Linked DNA regions of Sus scrofa: regions 2 and 3 are each linked to region 1. A link is a contact called in public Hi-C and HiChIP or PLAC-seq data. All regions are on one chromosome and are shown on one strand. The core of a region is the stretch at or near the end of the contact, and the rest is flanking DNA. Distances in the headings are between cores, read along the strand shown. Region 1 holds the start of IRF7 (interferon regulatory factor 7). Region 2 holds the start of PNPLA2 (patatin like phospholipase domain containing 2). Region 3 holds the start of POLR2L (DNA-directed RNA polymerases I, II, and III subunit RPABC5).

Region 1 (4,958 bases), core at 260-2,759:
TAAAGTGACATTGTGGGATCTGCGGGCCTACGTGGGGTCTGCCCAGGGGGCTGCGGGTGGCGGGTGGTGGGGACGTGGCCCCTCTGCCCCTGCCCCGCGGGAGTCCTCCTGGTGGCCCGAGGGGCAGAGAGGGTTGGGCAGGCTCACGCCCTGTGCAGAACCCTGGGCACCATTTCCCGTAAACCACCTGCTGTGCTCGTGGGGCTTCCCAGGCTTGGTGCCAGCTGGTGGCCAGAAAGTTCCTCTCCTGGTCTAACCACGGCCCTGGGGGGGGGGGGGGCGTGCGCTGGGATCTCCCTCCCAACCGACCCAGCATGGAGATTCTTGGCCTGGGGGAGGCTGAGGAGCCAGGAGCTGTTCCCAGGAGCACTCATCTAGGGGAGCACGGTCCTGGGGACCTTCCAGGGGTCACACCTCGGGCTCCTGTGGCCACAGTGTGGGCAATAAACACCCTGGGGTGCCCTCAGGGACACCTGGTCCAGGTGGCTGGACTGCAACCAGAGATAGGGCCATGGGTGGCCCAGAGCGACAGTAGCCTGCAGGCCATCGGCCTGGGGTGACAGGAGTGGCCAGTGGGTGCAGGAGACAGAGATCGTGGGGCCACCCAGCCTGACTCAGTGGGGACAGAGCCCCCTCTACTGGCTTCCTCAGGGATGGACGTCAGGCAGGACTTCCGCCCCAACTGCCACCACACCCCTCATGGGTCACTGGCTTTTTTCCTCATAAAACTGCTCTGCGTTCCGCATGTTTTAATCTCGGCAGAATTTGGGTGTTCTTGTCTCAACAACTCGCACTGGAAAGAATTCAGTGAGCACAGCTGCAGCTCCTCCCACACCCCCGTCACACGAGCCCGCTCCTGTTTCTGCTCCTGGCGCCCCCAGCTCGTCCCACTGCCGCTGCCGCGGCTGCCGCCGGCGCCCCACTCCGCGGCGCCGCTGGGCGAGCAGAGTAGCGGCGGGGCCCCCGAGTCGCCCGCCCCGCCCCCGCCGCCCCAACCCCCGAGTCGCCCCGCCCCGGAGCACGTGACTTCTCCGGCGGCCCCGCCCCCGCCCCGGCCCCATAAAGTCGCTCGCTCCCGAGCCCCCGGGGAGACGAAACTTCCTGCCCCGGCAGCTCCCGGTTCAGGTACTGGGGACCCCCAACCTACGCGGAGCGAGAGGGGCAGGGACGGCCACGTCGGATCCCGGGTTCGCTTCGCAGAGCAGTGACCAGCAGGGGGCGGGCAGCGCGGGTGACTGCGGGGGGAGGGGCACGGGTCCGGAATTGGGGAACCTGGAGGCAGAGGTCGCGGTTGCCGAGGACGAGCCGGGCGGGCGGGGCAGGGAGGGGGCGCCGGCCGCCCCGCGGCCCAGCTGGTTAGGTTTCGTTTTCCTGCGACACGCGGTTTCGTTTCCTTGCGGTCGTCGCGCCCCCGCAGGGCCCATCCCGGGCGCCAGCTCGACACCTGTGGCCCCTGTGCGCCCGCCCTCCACGTCTGCAGTCACGCCCATCGCCGCCTTGGCCAAGACTCACCTGGGCAACGTCGTGGCCAGAGCCCTCAACCCCCATCTGTGACCCCAACACCCGTGACACCTGGCCACACTCACTACCTGTGGTGTGTGGTGACACACGCGCAGCTCTCCTCTCACCTGCGGTTAACACCTGCCTGCCCCCGTGGTCAGAGCTCTCGCCGCGGAGGCCAAGCCAGTGTCTCCACGCCCAGTCCTTGCAGAGGGAGCAATGGCCGCGGCTCCTGACAGGTGACAGCCCGCAGCCCTACCCGGTGCCAACCCCAAGCACCTCGCGGTCCGCGCGTGCCCTGACGCCCGCTGCTCTGCCCGCAGGGGGTGCCCACGCGTGCTCTTCGGAGACTGGCTTCTGGGCGAAGTCAGCAGCGGCCGTTACGCAGGGCTGCGATGGCTGGATGAAGCCAGAACACGGTTCCGCGTGCCCTGGAAGCACTTCGCCCGAAAGGACCTGGGCGAGTCCGACTCGCGCATCTTTAAGGTGGGACCCCAGCCCCGCCTGGAGTGCGGGGGGACCGGCCCAGGTCCAGGCCCGTACTCCATTCCATCCCTCCCCAGGCCTGGGCCGTGGCCCGCGGCAGGTGGCCGCCCCGCAGCAGCGAAGGTGCGCAGCCGATCCCGGAGGGTGCCCTCCGCGCCTCCTGGAAAACCAACTTCCGCTGTGCCCTGCACAGCACGCGGCGCTTCGTGATGTTGCAGGACAACTCAGGGGACCCCACTGACCCTCATAAGGTGTATATGATCAACCCCGAGCTGGGGTGCGGAGGTGAGGAAGGCCAGGGGAGGGCTGCCTGCAGGGAGGGCTGTGCCGCGGAGCAAGCCGCTGCTGGGTTAGATTTCCCCTTTTAGAAACTGGCGTGGGAGAGGCTGGGGCCAGACTGTTGGGGGAAGGTGGGGTAGGGGATGGCCGGGAGGCCCCAGACGGGCCTCTGGGGACTGGTGAAGGGGAGGAGCTGCCCAGGGGTTCACCCCTGGGTGACCCAGTCCAGTCTCAGATCCCCATGTCCCCTTAAACCTAATTCTCTCCCAGAAGGCCCAGGCTTCAACCCGGGGGAAGAGGAGGCCCTCGAGGATGCCCCACCCCCAAGGGTAAGGCCACTCAGCCCTCCTTGCTCCCGGGTTGGGGCTGCCACTTCTCACTGGGGCTGGGGAGCTGCTCACTGATGCCGGCACACTGTCTTCTCCGCAGGGTGAGCTTCCCGGGCCGCGCCTGGCAGCACATACTGGTGAGAGGCTGAGGCACGAGCTGGCCAGGCCGAGCCCTGAACCCTGCACCCCAAGCCCAGCTGGAGATGGTGGGGACCTCCTGCTCCAGGCTCTGCAGCAGAGCTGCATGGAGGACCATCTGCTGGAAGCTGCATGGGGCGTGGATCTGACCCCCCCCGAGGTTCCATGTGAGAGACGGCTGCTCTGCCCTGCAGGGTTCTGGGCCAAGGGGAGGGACAGGCAGGACAGCAGGACCCCTGGGGGGGGGTTGCCCCCAGTAGGGATGGGCTGACCACAGGTGGGCCCGAATAGCCGAGCCTCCTCAGGTCCAGAGCTCCCTGCTTAGAAACTGTACCTGCCACTGGCAGGGAAGGTGGCCCCCAGCCTTGGGCCACAGCCCCAGGCCCAGATGACAAGGTGAGGCGAGCCAAGTGACACGTGGAAGGGAGAGGAGCTGGGGGACCAGGAGCCAACTCAGGCCTTCCTCTCCAGATGCAGGCCCACTCCCAGCCCCGGTGCCCTGGAAGCCCCAAGAGGCGGAGCCCTGCACCACACTCTACCCCCGTGTCTGCACGCGGATGGCAGGCGAGCGGGGCGCGGCCAGTCCCAGCTGCTCACAGCTCGGTCTGCACGCAGGGCCCAGCTTGGAGGCTCTGGACTTGACCATCATGTACAAAGGTCGAACGGTGCTGCAGGAGATGGTGGGGGGCCCCAGCTGTGTGCTCCTGTACGGGTCTCCGGGCCCGGCTGGCGCGGCTGCAGAGCCCCAGCAGGTAGCCTTCCCCAGCCCCGCTGAGCTGCCTGACCAGAAGCAGCTCCACTACACAGAGAAGCTGCTGCAGCACGTGGCCCCCGGCCTGCAGCTGGAGTTCCGGGGACCCAAGCTGTGGGCCCGGCGCCTGGGCAAGTGCAAAGTCTACTGGGAGGTGGGAGGGCCCCTGGGCTCTGGCAGCCCCTCCACCCCCGCCTGCCTGCTGCCCCGAGACTGCGACACCCCCATCTTCGACTTCGGCACCTTCTTCCAAGGTCAGTGACGCACCTGCACCTGCCCCGGGGCTGCGGGGGGGGGGGGGGGGGCGCTCCTGGCCCCTGCCCCTCCTCCCGCTCACCAGAGCCCTGTCCTGCAGAGTTGATGGAGTTCCGGGCCCGCCGGCGCCAGGGCTCCCCACACTACACCATCTACCTGGGCTTCGGGCAGGACCTCTCCGTGGGGAGGCCCAAGGAGAAGAGCCTCGTCCTGGTGAAGGTGAGGGGCAGGGACCCTGGGGCGAGGCTGCAGGTAGCCCTCGCCCGGCCTGACAGCGCCCTACCCGCAGTTGGAGCCATGGCTGTGTCGGACACAGCTGGAGAGCGTGCAGCGTGAAGGCGTGTCCTCCCTGGACAGCGGCAGCCTCAGCCTCTGCCTGTCCCCCTCCAACAGCCTCTATGACGAGCTGGAGCGCTTCCTGATGGAGGTGGAGCAGCCGGCCTAGGGTGGACCCTGGACCCCTCCCAATCCAATAAAAAAATTCCAAGACCCAGTACTGGTGTCCTGACCAGGGGCAGGCCTGGGACTGGGGCTCAGGAGGGACACGGTGGGTGCTAGGCTCACCCCACTTTGTGGGAAGCCGCAGGCCCGTGGGGCCCAGGAAGGGAGCCCCAGCCCCAGTCCACGTCGGGCACCTGTGCACATCTGCTCCTCGTCTTCACCGTGAAGACGCTCAGGCCCCGCTTTAGAACCAACAAACTACCCAGAACACAAGCGCCCCTCAGGGGTCAGATGTTCCCGCTGCCATGAGCACCAGAGGGGCAGCACCTGGGGCCCCTCTCCCGAACGGGGCTCCGTCCATGCTGCACCCAGGGCCTCTCCCTGGGCTTCACAATCTGCCAACGCTGTTCTGCATCGGAGCCGAGTGTAACCTCCAGCAGCCACTCAGAAAACAACGCAGGGCGGGGGACTTGCGGAACAAGGGGCGGGCGCGCAGACGGCTACAGGGGATGCAGACTGCGGAGGCTTAAGGAGCCGCCCCCCACCCCTCTTAACCCAAGGCTTCACCTTTCAAGTACAGAGCCACCATGTCTCTAAAGATAATCCATTTTTGATAAATTAGAACACAATGGGAACAGTGTGTATCTATAATATACATATAAAAAAGTCCAGTTTTCAACTGTGAGCAAGACAGGAGCACAGCCCACGTGTGATTGCAGGAACCCTGGAAACAGGAGCGCTGGGTGCCCTGGAGAGCTCCGCTGCCGCCACCGCACGCG
Region 2 (4,688 bases), core at 1,499-3,998, 140 kb before region 1:
TCTCGCCCGAGAAGGGGGACACGGTGATGGTGCTCTTGAGTTCGTAGAGAGGCAGGTTGTCTGAGATGCCACCGTCCACGTAGCGCTGTGGAGGGACGCAGGGCCCACGTGAGGGGCCTGCCAGGGAGCCGCAGGCGCCCCGAGCCACCTCGGGTCCCCCCGGCGGCCTTTTCACTTGGCCCTTCCATCCGCTGGGCACTGGCCGCGGAGCGGATGGCCAGAGGCAGGGTGGGGACAGCCACAGGAAATACGCCTCTGCGCAGGGCTGGCCCGGCTCTTGAGCAACTCCGGCGCAGTGAGGCAACGGGCATGGCAGGAGGGCGGGGGCTCAGACGGCGTTCCCGCCCCCTCGTCCCACCGCCCACACACCGCGCCGCCCGGGTCCTCCAGCACCGGGGCGCTTACCTCGCCCTGGAGAGCAGGTGGAATGAGGCCGCAGTACACGGGAATGAAGGTGCTGCAGACGTTGGCCTGCGGGACAGGGAGGGGGCGGTGAGCGGGCCCGCGGCTCCCCCCAGCCCCGCGCCCCGCGCCCGCAGCGCGGCACCCTGGCACCCACCTGGATGAGCTCCTCCCTGGCGGCGAAGCGGGTTATGATGACATTTTCGCCGTCGGAGACGCGGGTCAGGGAGATGCCCAGGCGGCCGCTGGCCCGCTCGTGGCTGTCGGCGGGCAGGATTTTCACCAGGCAGCCACGGATGGTCTTCACCAGGTTGAAGGAGGGGTGCAGTGGGCCCAAGAACCGCTTCCGGGCCTCCTTCGACACCTCGATGATGCTGGCGCCAGTATCACCTGGAGCGGCAGGGCCACGATTCAGGGGTCGGCACTTGGGGCGCAGCACACTCCCCAGGGGCCGTGTCCTGGCTCTACGGCACAGAGCCTCGCAGCAACCCTATCTACCCCGACGGTTCTCAGTGTCTGCCAGGGGCCTGGCCCACAACTGAGACTTTTGCCCCTGGCTCCTGGGGAGAGAGGGGCTCCCAGAAGGGCAGACAGCTGGGGCCACGGCCTGCCCTCTGCCAGTATTTCCCAACTGCCTGCCCTGATCCACAAGGCACTGGGCCTGGCCAGACGTGGCACCCAGCCCACCCTGGAAGCGTAGAAGAAGAGCCTCAGCCCTGACCAGCCTCAGCCTTCACCCCCTTGGTCGGATGGACATTCAGAGACCCCAGTGCAGCTCAGTGGTCCCAAAGGCCCAGGGACACAAGGGTGGGCATCGCAGGCCTCTGATGCCACGGAAAGCACGACTGGATCCCACTGCAGCTGAGAGCAGGCTGCTCCCCGAAACTCCTTCTGGGGGCCCGTGGGCACTAGCCCAGGACGAAGCCCAAGGGGGAGCCGGTGGGCCTTGAGGAGGAGCTGAGGACAGCGCCCTCCTCCAGGACTCTCAGCTGGCTCAGGAGTGGGGCAGCGTGGGGCCAACACCTGCCCCGCTGTGGGAGCTCCAGCTGCCCCAAAACCCCTCCCACTCGAGAGAAAGAGGTTCCTTGGGAGTGGGAAGGGGCGGAGCCATGGGAGCAATGTCCTCAACTGGGTACCAAGGACCTAGGGTGTGCTGAGGCCAGCATGGGGTTAGACAAACACTTGCCTGAGGGCCTCCATGAGAGGAAGGGGCAGGCCCACAGTGGCGAATTCCCAGGTACCACGGATGTTGAGCTATGCTCCTTCCCCCCCACCCAGGGCCGCGGTCACGGCAGGGGGCAGGGGAGAACCCTGGACGGCTCGGCTGGGCGAGGCATTCCAGAAGCTAATGACTCCTCTGTCACTTTGGCTGCCCTAGCAGGCTGGGGGCCGGGCAGCATTCCCAGGACTCCTGAAATACTCCGTGTGCTGTAAACACCACCGTCAGCAGCTTGCCGGAAGTGTGTGGGTGGAGGAAGCCGACCCCAGGGTTGCAACGTCCTAAAGCACCTCTCACCCCACGGAGCAGGCAAAAATGCCGGGCCACGGCTGCAGGCCCAGGCCCAGAGTGGCCGTGGGCAAGGAGGGAGAGAGCGTGAGCGCTTGCGCCTGCCGTGCCCAGGCCTGACCTGCTGGCTCTTCCTCTAGGGGCCCTCGCGAGGCACCAGGCCACAGTGCCCAGACGCCTCTGCAGAGGCCAACCCCACACCCGACTGCGGGGCCTCGGCATCCTGGAATGGCGTAGCCTTTGGACACAGTGACCGCTGGCACCCGGTCTGATGCCCGGCGCAGGAGGACGACCTGGGCCCCTCCCGGACTCTCACGGCCCCGCCCAGGAGCTACTTTCTTTTCCAATGAAATCGCTTGTGCTGAACCTGCCCGCCCCTCAACCTTTGCACTAGAGAGGTGGGCCCTAGGCGGCAGTCTCGGCCGAGAGAGGGCCGGCCCTACCCCAATCCCGGGGCACTCTCGAAGCAAAACAAGTCAGGCCCCGCCCCTGGCCGGCTCCGGCGATTGGATCCTCGGCCCGGGCAGAGACCCTTCCCGCAGCCCCCGCGGCCCGGCCCGTTGTCCTGTACGGACGGATGGGGGGCGGTCCACGCTCACAAAAGCATCCGCGCGGCCTCTGCCCGCCCCACGCCCCCGCCGTCCCGACTCACCCAGGCAGACCCCGGTAACCAGGGCCGTGGCCACGAGCGCCCCAGCCGAGGCGCCGTAGATGTGCTTGGCGTTGGCCACTAGGAAGGGCGCGTGCTCGCGGAGACAGGAGGCCACGCCGACGTGGTAGACGCCGAGGAAGCCGCAACCCGCGAACGAGATGTTCCACGTCGTCTCTTTGGGGAACATCGCGGCAGCCCGCGGGCCTCCGGGGCTCCGCAGGCGGCCGGCCCCGCTGTGCACCGTGCGCTCGCCGCTCGCTCTGGAGCCGAAGCCAGACCCGGCCCACCGGCCCCGCGGTCTCTCCGGCCCCGCGGTCTCTCTGGCTCCCGGTCTCCGCCGGCGCAGTCGGAGACGCTGCGCCGGGAGGCGGTGATTTTAGAGGGGGGCGGGGCGGAGCCGACACGCGCGGCCCAATCGGGGCGCGCGGGGAACGGCCGCGCCTCGGCGGGGGCCCTGGAGCCCCGCCCCCGGCCCCAAGGCTCCGCCCCTGGCCGGACCTCGGCCCGGAGACCACGCCCCACCCCGGAAGCCTAGCTCCGCTCAGAGATGCTGCCCCCGGCCCCTCCCGCCCCTGCCCGGGCCACTGGGTCCGGAGACGGGGCACCTGCGGCCCCACCAAAAGAATTGGCCAGGCTCAGACGAGAGTTTACGTTACGCCTCAGGCCTCCCAGTGCCGTCCCTTCCCGCCTTGGCTCCCGCCGTCGTGGACGACGGAAGGGAACACACGATGGCAGAGCTGTGACGATTGGCGGGCCCAGGCCCTGGACACCCAGTCTGAGGGACTGAGAGCTAGTGCCAAGCTGGCTAACCGCGAGAGGAGGGCCCCGGCACCTGGACAGCACCGCCCCCTCCCTCTAAGGGTCTGCCTACAACACCCACCCAGGGAGTGAGGAGCCTTGCGGGGTTGGGGGGTCCGGGGAGACTGAGGACCCTCAGACTCATCCACAGACTGACCCAGAAACATACAGGGCGGCACTCGAATCACACATGCAACTTGTAGAGATGACGATGGCGCCACACACCTACACTCGACGTCCCCGCCTTGCTCTGCCTGTGGCAGCCAGGTTAGTGCCACAGCCCTTCTACCTGGGCACCAACCTGGGTTGCTCTTGCCTCCCACCCCAGCTCCTCCTCCGGCTGTGGGGTCTAGGAGGGGCCGACTCAGACCTTGCCCTTCCAGCACTAATGGCCCGGCAGCTGGAGGCCTCCCAGTGCTGTCACCCTCCCCACCGCATGTTCCTCCTGGACTGTGGGGCAGTCCTAGCCTCACTTGGATCCTTGGGCCAGCTCTGCGCCCTACCCCGCCCCCCAAGCAAGGGGCTTGTCTCCGCTGGGTTAGTGGGGAGCTGGTCTGTCTACCCAGCAGCGCACGTGCCACAGGAGGCTCAGGACCCAGCTGTGCCAGGGCTGCAGCTTGGGGCTGCCCCCCATCCAGGCCCAGAAACCAGAGCAGGACCTCCCCAGAACAGGGTGGTCTGAGGTCATGCCAGGCGGCACTCAGTCTCTGTGCTCTAAGCCACCCACACTTAGCACCCAGCGTGCCTGGTACGGGACCAAGAGTGAACAAGATCAAGACAAACCGGGCCCTCCCTCGGGGCGGGGTGGGGCAGTGGGAGAGAAATCAGAGAAAGACCGAGTAGTGTTCCCGGTTGTCCTGGAAAGGGCACGGGGCCACCCCTGCAACCGGACACAGGTGGGAGAACTGAGGAGAGGGGGGCTTGGGCCTGGGTGCTGGGAAAGGGGAAGGCAGGCCCGGCAAGGAATTTGACTTAGAATCCCCAGATGCTTTGGATGGAGGTGCTGTACAGTGGGAGCGGCCCGCCAAGGTGACTGAGCGCTTGGGAAGGCTGCTGGAGGCAGCAGGGAACAGGGGTGTTGACACAGTGGGGGTGGAGCAGATGCCCAAGGCCCCCCTCCAAGTCCAGGGAGTCACCAGGGAGCCTCGAGGAAGAGCCGGGTGGAGTTCCCATTGTGGCTCAGCGGTTAACAATCCGACTAGGAACAATGAGGTTGCAGTTCCATCCCTGGCTTTGCTCAGCGGGTTAAGGATCCGGCATTGCCGTGATCTGTGGCGTAGGTTGCAGATGCAGCTCGGATCCCGAGTGGCTGCGGCTCTGGCGTAGGCC
Region 3 (4,497 bases), core at 6-2,505, 160 kb before region 1:
GCCATGCTGGGGATGAAGCATCCTGAGGGGGGACCAAGGGCGGGGAGCGGGAGGGACACGGCTGCCCACGTTCTTTGATGAATCCCCAGGAGCTGAGGGGCCAGAGCCCCCGGCAGCCCGCAAAGGCGAAAACACACCCATCACAGCCCCACTCCCGTGTGGGCCTGGGGCTGTCTGTGTGCCCTGGGCGTCAGGCCGGCCTCTGGCTCAGGCCCTGGGGCAGCTCCACCACACCCCCCAGGGCTGCCAGCCCTCCTGGGCCCCCTCGTGTGAAGCAGACCCATGGCCAACACCGCCGGCTGTCCCCACTCCCAGCCCCCACCACCAAGGCAGCCCCCCACCCTCCCTGAGTGACCTCCCCACCTTTGGGCCCCCACCCCATCTTAGGCCACCCAGATATGAGCCTGCAGTCAGGGCATGGGTGCAGGCCCGGATGGCACCAGTTCTCTCACTCCCCCAGGCCCAGCCTCCTCCTCCAGGAAGCCTTCCTACCCCACTCCCTGCTCTGTGCTGCCTTTGAGGACAAGGTGTGTGCTCTGGAGGATGCCTGCGTCCCGGGGATGGCACGCACACAGGCCACGGGGACAGGGCTGAAAGAGCACCCTCCAGGGGCCGGGGTGGAGGCAGGTGGGGGCCCTGGGGTAGCGTGAGCACCCACCTGGCCAGACCAAGGTCCCACGCAAAGAGAGCTCCTCCGACGCCGGCACAGAGCTTGCCCACGTGGACCTGGGGGCCCGGGGCAGACGGCGGTTCCCAGTGGCACGGCCGCCCTGAGCCGCAGCGGCAGAGCGGCAACCCCAGCAGGGCAGCTCAGAGTGGAGAGCAGAGCAGGCCCGCCCACCCGGGGCCCCCGGCTCCAGGACGGCTTTGAGGAGCCAGGAGGCCCCGCCAACACAAACAGGCCTGTGGTGTCGGCCTTCCTGCTGCTGCTTCAGCCCCGCAGGCCCCAGGCCCACCCAGGCCCCCACCTGGGGGAGGGGCAGGCACTCGCCGGCTTGGCCTCCACACCCCGAGCCTGGGAGGAGCCACTGCCCGACACAACCCCAGGGGAGGGGTCCCCATGGAAGAGGCCCCCAAGGGGCCCCGAGTTTTTTCCTGGCCCACCGAGGCCAACCCCAGGCTCAGGGCCTCCCCCCAACCCTCCCCTCCTCCCACCCCCCACAGGCCCTAGGAGCATCCTTCTCAGATGCCCACCGCATATGCGCAACCCCCAGGCACTGACAGCCCACTGCACCCAGGGCCCTCATGGAGCCCCACGTGGGGCCAGGCGGCGAATCGAATTGCACCCCCAAAGACCAGGAGCTCAGGCTTGCCCACAGGGTCGGGAGGTTAGGCCAAGCCTCAGGCTCACCTGCAAACGCCACCACTCCAGACGCCCCAGCCCCTGTGGCAGAGAGGGCTGTTCTGGGCGCAGCAGGTGGGCGATCCCTCTGAGCCTGGGTCAGGGTCTGAGCACACTCGTGTGGCCCCCTGTGAGCACAAGTGTACCCAAAGCTTTGGGGACTCGGCGCTGAGCCCAGGACCCCAGGCCTACACAGCCAGGATCGGGGCCCTCCAGCCGGGCAGCTTCTGCTCCACCCACACTGCACAGACGGGGGAAGCAGAGGCTGCGAAGCAGGACCAGGGGGCCCGTCAGCTGACTCCTGGGGACAGCGCTGTCCCCGAGGCCAGCCTGTTTCCAGGACAACACTCGGGGCCAAGGGTCTCAGCATAAACCTCAGTGCCCAATTCCCCTGTGCCCCGCCTGCCCCGAAGTGACCCTTCTCCAGCAGGAAACAGGCTCACGGGTTCCAAACCGCATGTGAGCGCAGCTCTCCCTCCCTACCCCTCCTGTTCCTGCCCACTCCGGCCTGCTCCCCGCGGCACACACAGAAGGACAGAGCCACCCAGGGCCGCTGAGCAGGGGGCAGGGCTGACCTCGGAGGCGCGCGGGGCCTCTGGTATAGTGTGGCCAGGCCTGGGCCAGGGGAGTGGAGCCGGAGGGGCAAGTGCCCCAGGGCGCCTCTGCACGTGAGTGTGGGGCCCGCACGCAGCCAGGCCGCCCCCACGGCCTCTCCTGGGAAATCGGGACGCTGGAGAGAGGCTGCCACCGCCCCCCCAGTCCACACGCAGCTCTCAGAATTCCAGGAATGTCCACTTGGCTCCCTGTCCTCCCTCCCTGGGAGTAAACAACCGCTGGGCGAGAGGCGGCCCCTCCTCCAGGAAGCCTTCTGCCCACACCCGCTCCCACTCCCAGCTCTCGCCAGCTGGCATCCCAGGTCCCCCGTCTCCCTCACCTCCGCAGACGCGGCCGCCTCTGCAGCTGAGCCTGGGTCTGACCCCAGGCCCCTGTGACTCAAGGCAGGATGTGCGTCCAGCCCGCCTGGGAAGGGGTGGGCAGGGAAGTGGCCTCTGCACGTGGCTCTGCACGTGGCAGGGTGGGCGAAGGTGGGGACACAAAGTCCAGGCGGGCAGCAGCTCTGGCCAGCCTCTCCAGCACCCTGGGGACCTCAGTGAAAGCCGGACCGTTAGCTGATGCCTGGGGCCAGCTTGGCCCCACCCACCCCAACAAGCGCTGGTGCTGAGAGCCCGCAGGGCTCCCTAAGTCACAAGCGCCACTGTGCACACATCCGCCCTCCTCCTTGGCCCAAAGCTCACCTCCTCCAGGGAGGCTTCCCTACTTCTCACTGTACACGGCCCTTCCCCCCAGGCCCCAGCCTCAGAATTATGAGACTAACCCCACCTCATTCCCAGAGATACAGCCTCCCTCCCTTTCAGTCTGTCGGGGCTCCTGAGCCGTCACTTCCAGCTCCCACATGGCATCTACTCTGGCCCAAGAGCAAAAGCGTTCCCATGGGTTCCGCCTCCAGACCTCTGCCTAAGGATTCCCAGTGCTGGACGGTCCTGCTCCCTCACACACACTCGGGATGGCTCTTCAAGGTTCAGCTCAAAAGACACTGCACCCACGACGACCCCCTGACCACCCTCCCCGCCCGCACAGGTCCGACGTTCCCAGATCACAGGCAACCGACCCAACACAGCCTGGCCTGCGACGCGTGCAGCTAGCCCCTTCCCGCACCCTCTCTCAGCCCTTTGCCCAGGAAGAAGGGAGGAGGGACAGGGGCGAGACGGATCGAAGCAGCGCCAGGGGTTGGAGCCGCCAGTCTGGTCGCTTCCACCGCACCCTCCCGCCGTCAAGGATACGGGCAACTACCGGGCCGGGATCATTAGTGGGCGATCGGGCCGGGCGGCGACCCCGGGGGGCCCACAGACTCAGCGCAGAGACCCCTGGGGGTCCGCGGGCAGGGGCGACTTCCTTTCCTGTCGCCCAGCACGCACTGGCCGCAGGTCAGCCGCTCTCCGCGCCTGCGGGGGTCGCCGCGCCCCCCCGCCCGAAGCGCAACTTGTTGCTGCGAATCCGCTCGGGCTCCACACTCGGGGCCCGAAACTCGCGCCAGCTCGTGGGCCCGGGTTCGGAGCTGGTCCCGGCTCTGACGCGCGGGCAGCGGGACCCCAGCTGCGTCCCCGCCGAGGGCGCTGTACCTGTGCGCGCCTTCAGCCCGCCGCGCAGCTGTCAGTCATCCGCACACGAGAAAAGCGAACGCCGCCGCCGGGCCCTTCCGGCCCTGCCCGGGCGCCGTAGATCGGGACGTACCAAAGCGGCAGACGGGGGTCTCCATCTGCTACTGCCGCGGCAGTGTGGACCCCGGGAACCCCGATCCGCGCGGAGGAAACTCGCCGCCGCGGGTAGCGGATACTGACGGCACCGGGACGGGCAAGGCCGGTCGGCGAAGGGCGAGCCGGGCGGGGGAGTTTGGGAGGGGACGGTCACCCCCCCATGCTATGGGCGCGCCCGGGGCGGGGCCAGCGCCGCAGGCGGAAGCGCCGTGGGATTTAGGCGCTTGGCCGCTGGCTGCCTCGCTGCCGCCATGATCATCCCTGTTCGCTGTTTCACGTGCGGCAAGATCGTCGGCAACAAGTGGGAGGCCTACCTGGGGCTGCTGCAGGCCGAGTACACCGAGGGGTAAGGCGCCGGGCCGGCGAGGGGGTCTTCCGGCGCGGTCGGGAAGCGCTTCCCGGGCCGCCAGCCCGCGGGGGGGTTGGGGTCGGCGGGTCCCGGCCTGCGGAGCGGGGGCCAGCAGTACTCCCGTCAGAGTCCAGGTGACCCTGGAGGCGTTCAGTACGCGAGTCTCTTCCGGCGCTGTTCTCCGGGTGTGTGCTCAGAAAAGCAGTCCCCGCCACCCCGCAGACCGGGGAGAGGAGGGGAGGGGGGCTGGGCACGAAGCCGCTCGTGTCGGGGGCTTCTAGGCATCCTCGCGAGTCTCGGCGCCTACTCCGCAAATAAGGCCTCGGCCTCCTCTCTCCACTTGCTGTCCGTTGTTAGGCCCACCCCACGTTCTGTAGACTCGTTTGGTTTTTACCAATTACACGGGGCAAGTTTACTAACCGCGTAGCCCTCATCCGCGGGCGGTCGTTGGGGAGTGGGGGTCCTTTTCCTGTGCTGGCCCCTTGGCACTG

The links. A called contact is a pair of places that touch in the nucleus more often than the background predicts. HiChIP or PLAC-seq counts read pairs in DNA pulled down with a chosen protein or histone mark.
Region 2: a contact with region 1 is called in an H3K27ac HiChIP or PLAC-seq map of alveolar macrophages. The contact joins the promoter of PNPLA2 here to the promoter of IRF7 in region 1. A contact is called at or near these places in 3 of 5 promoter capture datasets (fetal skeletal muscle and liver) and 1 of 2 datasets of contacts at active chromatin or transcription factors (alveolar macrophages).
Region 3: a Hi-C map of liver shows a contact between it and region 1, with 5 times the contacts expected there. The contact joins the promoter of POLR2L here to the promoter of IRF7 in region 1. A contact is called at or near these places in 1 of 47 Hi-C or Micro-C datasets (liver) and 1 of 2 datasets of contacts at active chromatin or transcription factors (alveolar macrophages).

What each region holds. Positions count from the first base shown.
Region 1 is chr2:371,509-376,466 of Sscrofa11.1, reverse strand. It overlaps IRF7 (interferon regulatory factor 7), which reads left to right and starts at 1,509. Exons shown (of 8, transcript NM_001097428.1): 1 at 1,509-1,739; 2 at 1,824-1,986; 3 at 2,064-2,271; 4 at 2,536-2,594; 5 at 2,695-2,899; 6 at 3,204-3,737; 7 at 3,839-3,957; 8 at 4,028-4,203. The coding sequence starts at 1,720. The coding sequence ends at 4,183. It overlaps PHRF1 (PHD and RING finger domain-containing protein 1), which reads right to left. Exons shown (of 19, transcript XM_005652789.3): 19 at 4,768-4,958. CDHR5 (cadherin-related family member 5) reads left to right here. Exons shown (of 15, transcript XM_013989870.2): 15 at 1-18.
Region 2 is chr2:511,297-515,984 of Sscrofa11.1, reverse strand. PNPLA2 (patatin like phospholipase domain containing 2) reads right to left here and starts at 2,748. Exons shown (of 9, transcript NM_001098605.1): 1 at 2,562-2,748; 2 at 560-792; 3 at 406-471; 4 at 1-85. The coding sequence starts at 2,748.
Region 3 is chr2:531,314-535,810 of Sscrofa11.1, reverse strand. POLR2L (DNA-directed RNA polymerases I, II, and III subunit RPABC5) reads left to right here and starts at 1,255. Exons shown (of 2, transcript XM_003122384.5): 1 at 1,255-4,003. The coding sequence starts at 3,909. It overlaps TSPAN4 (tetraspanin-4), which reads right to left and starts at 3,612. Exons shown (of 9, transcript XM_003122396.5): 1 at 3,523-3,612. It overlaps LOC102159969 (lysine-specific demethylase 6B-like), which reads left to right. Exons shown (of 2, transcript XM_013989732.2): 2 at 2,981-3,622. The coding sequence ends at 3,622.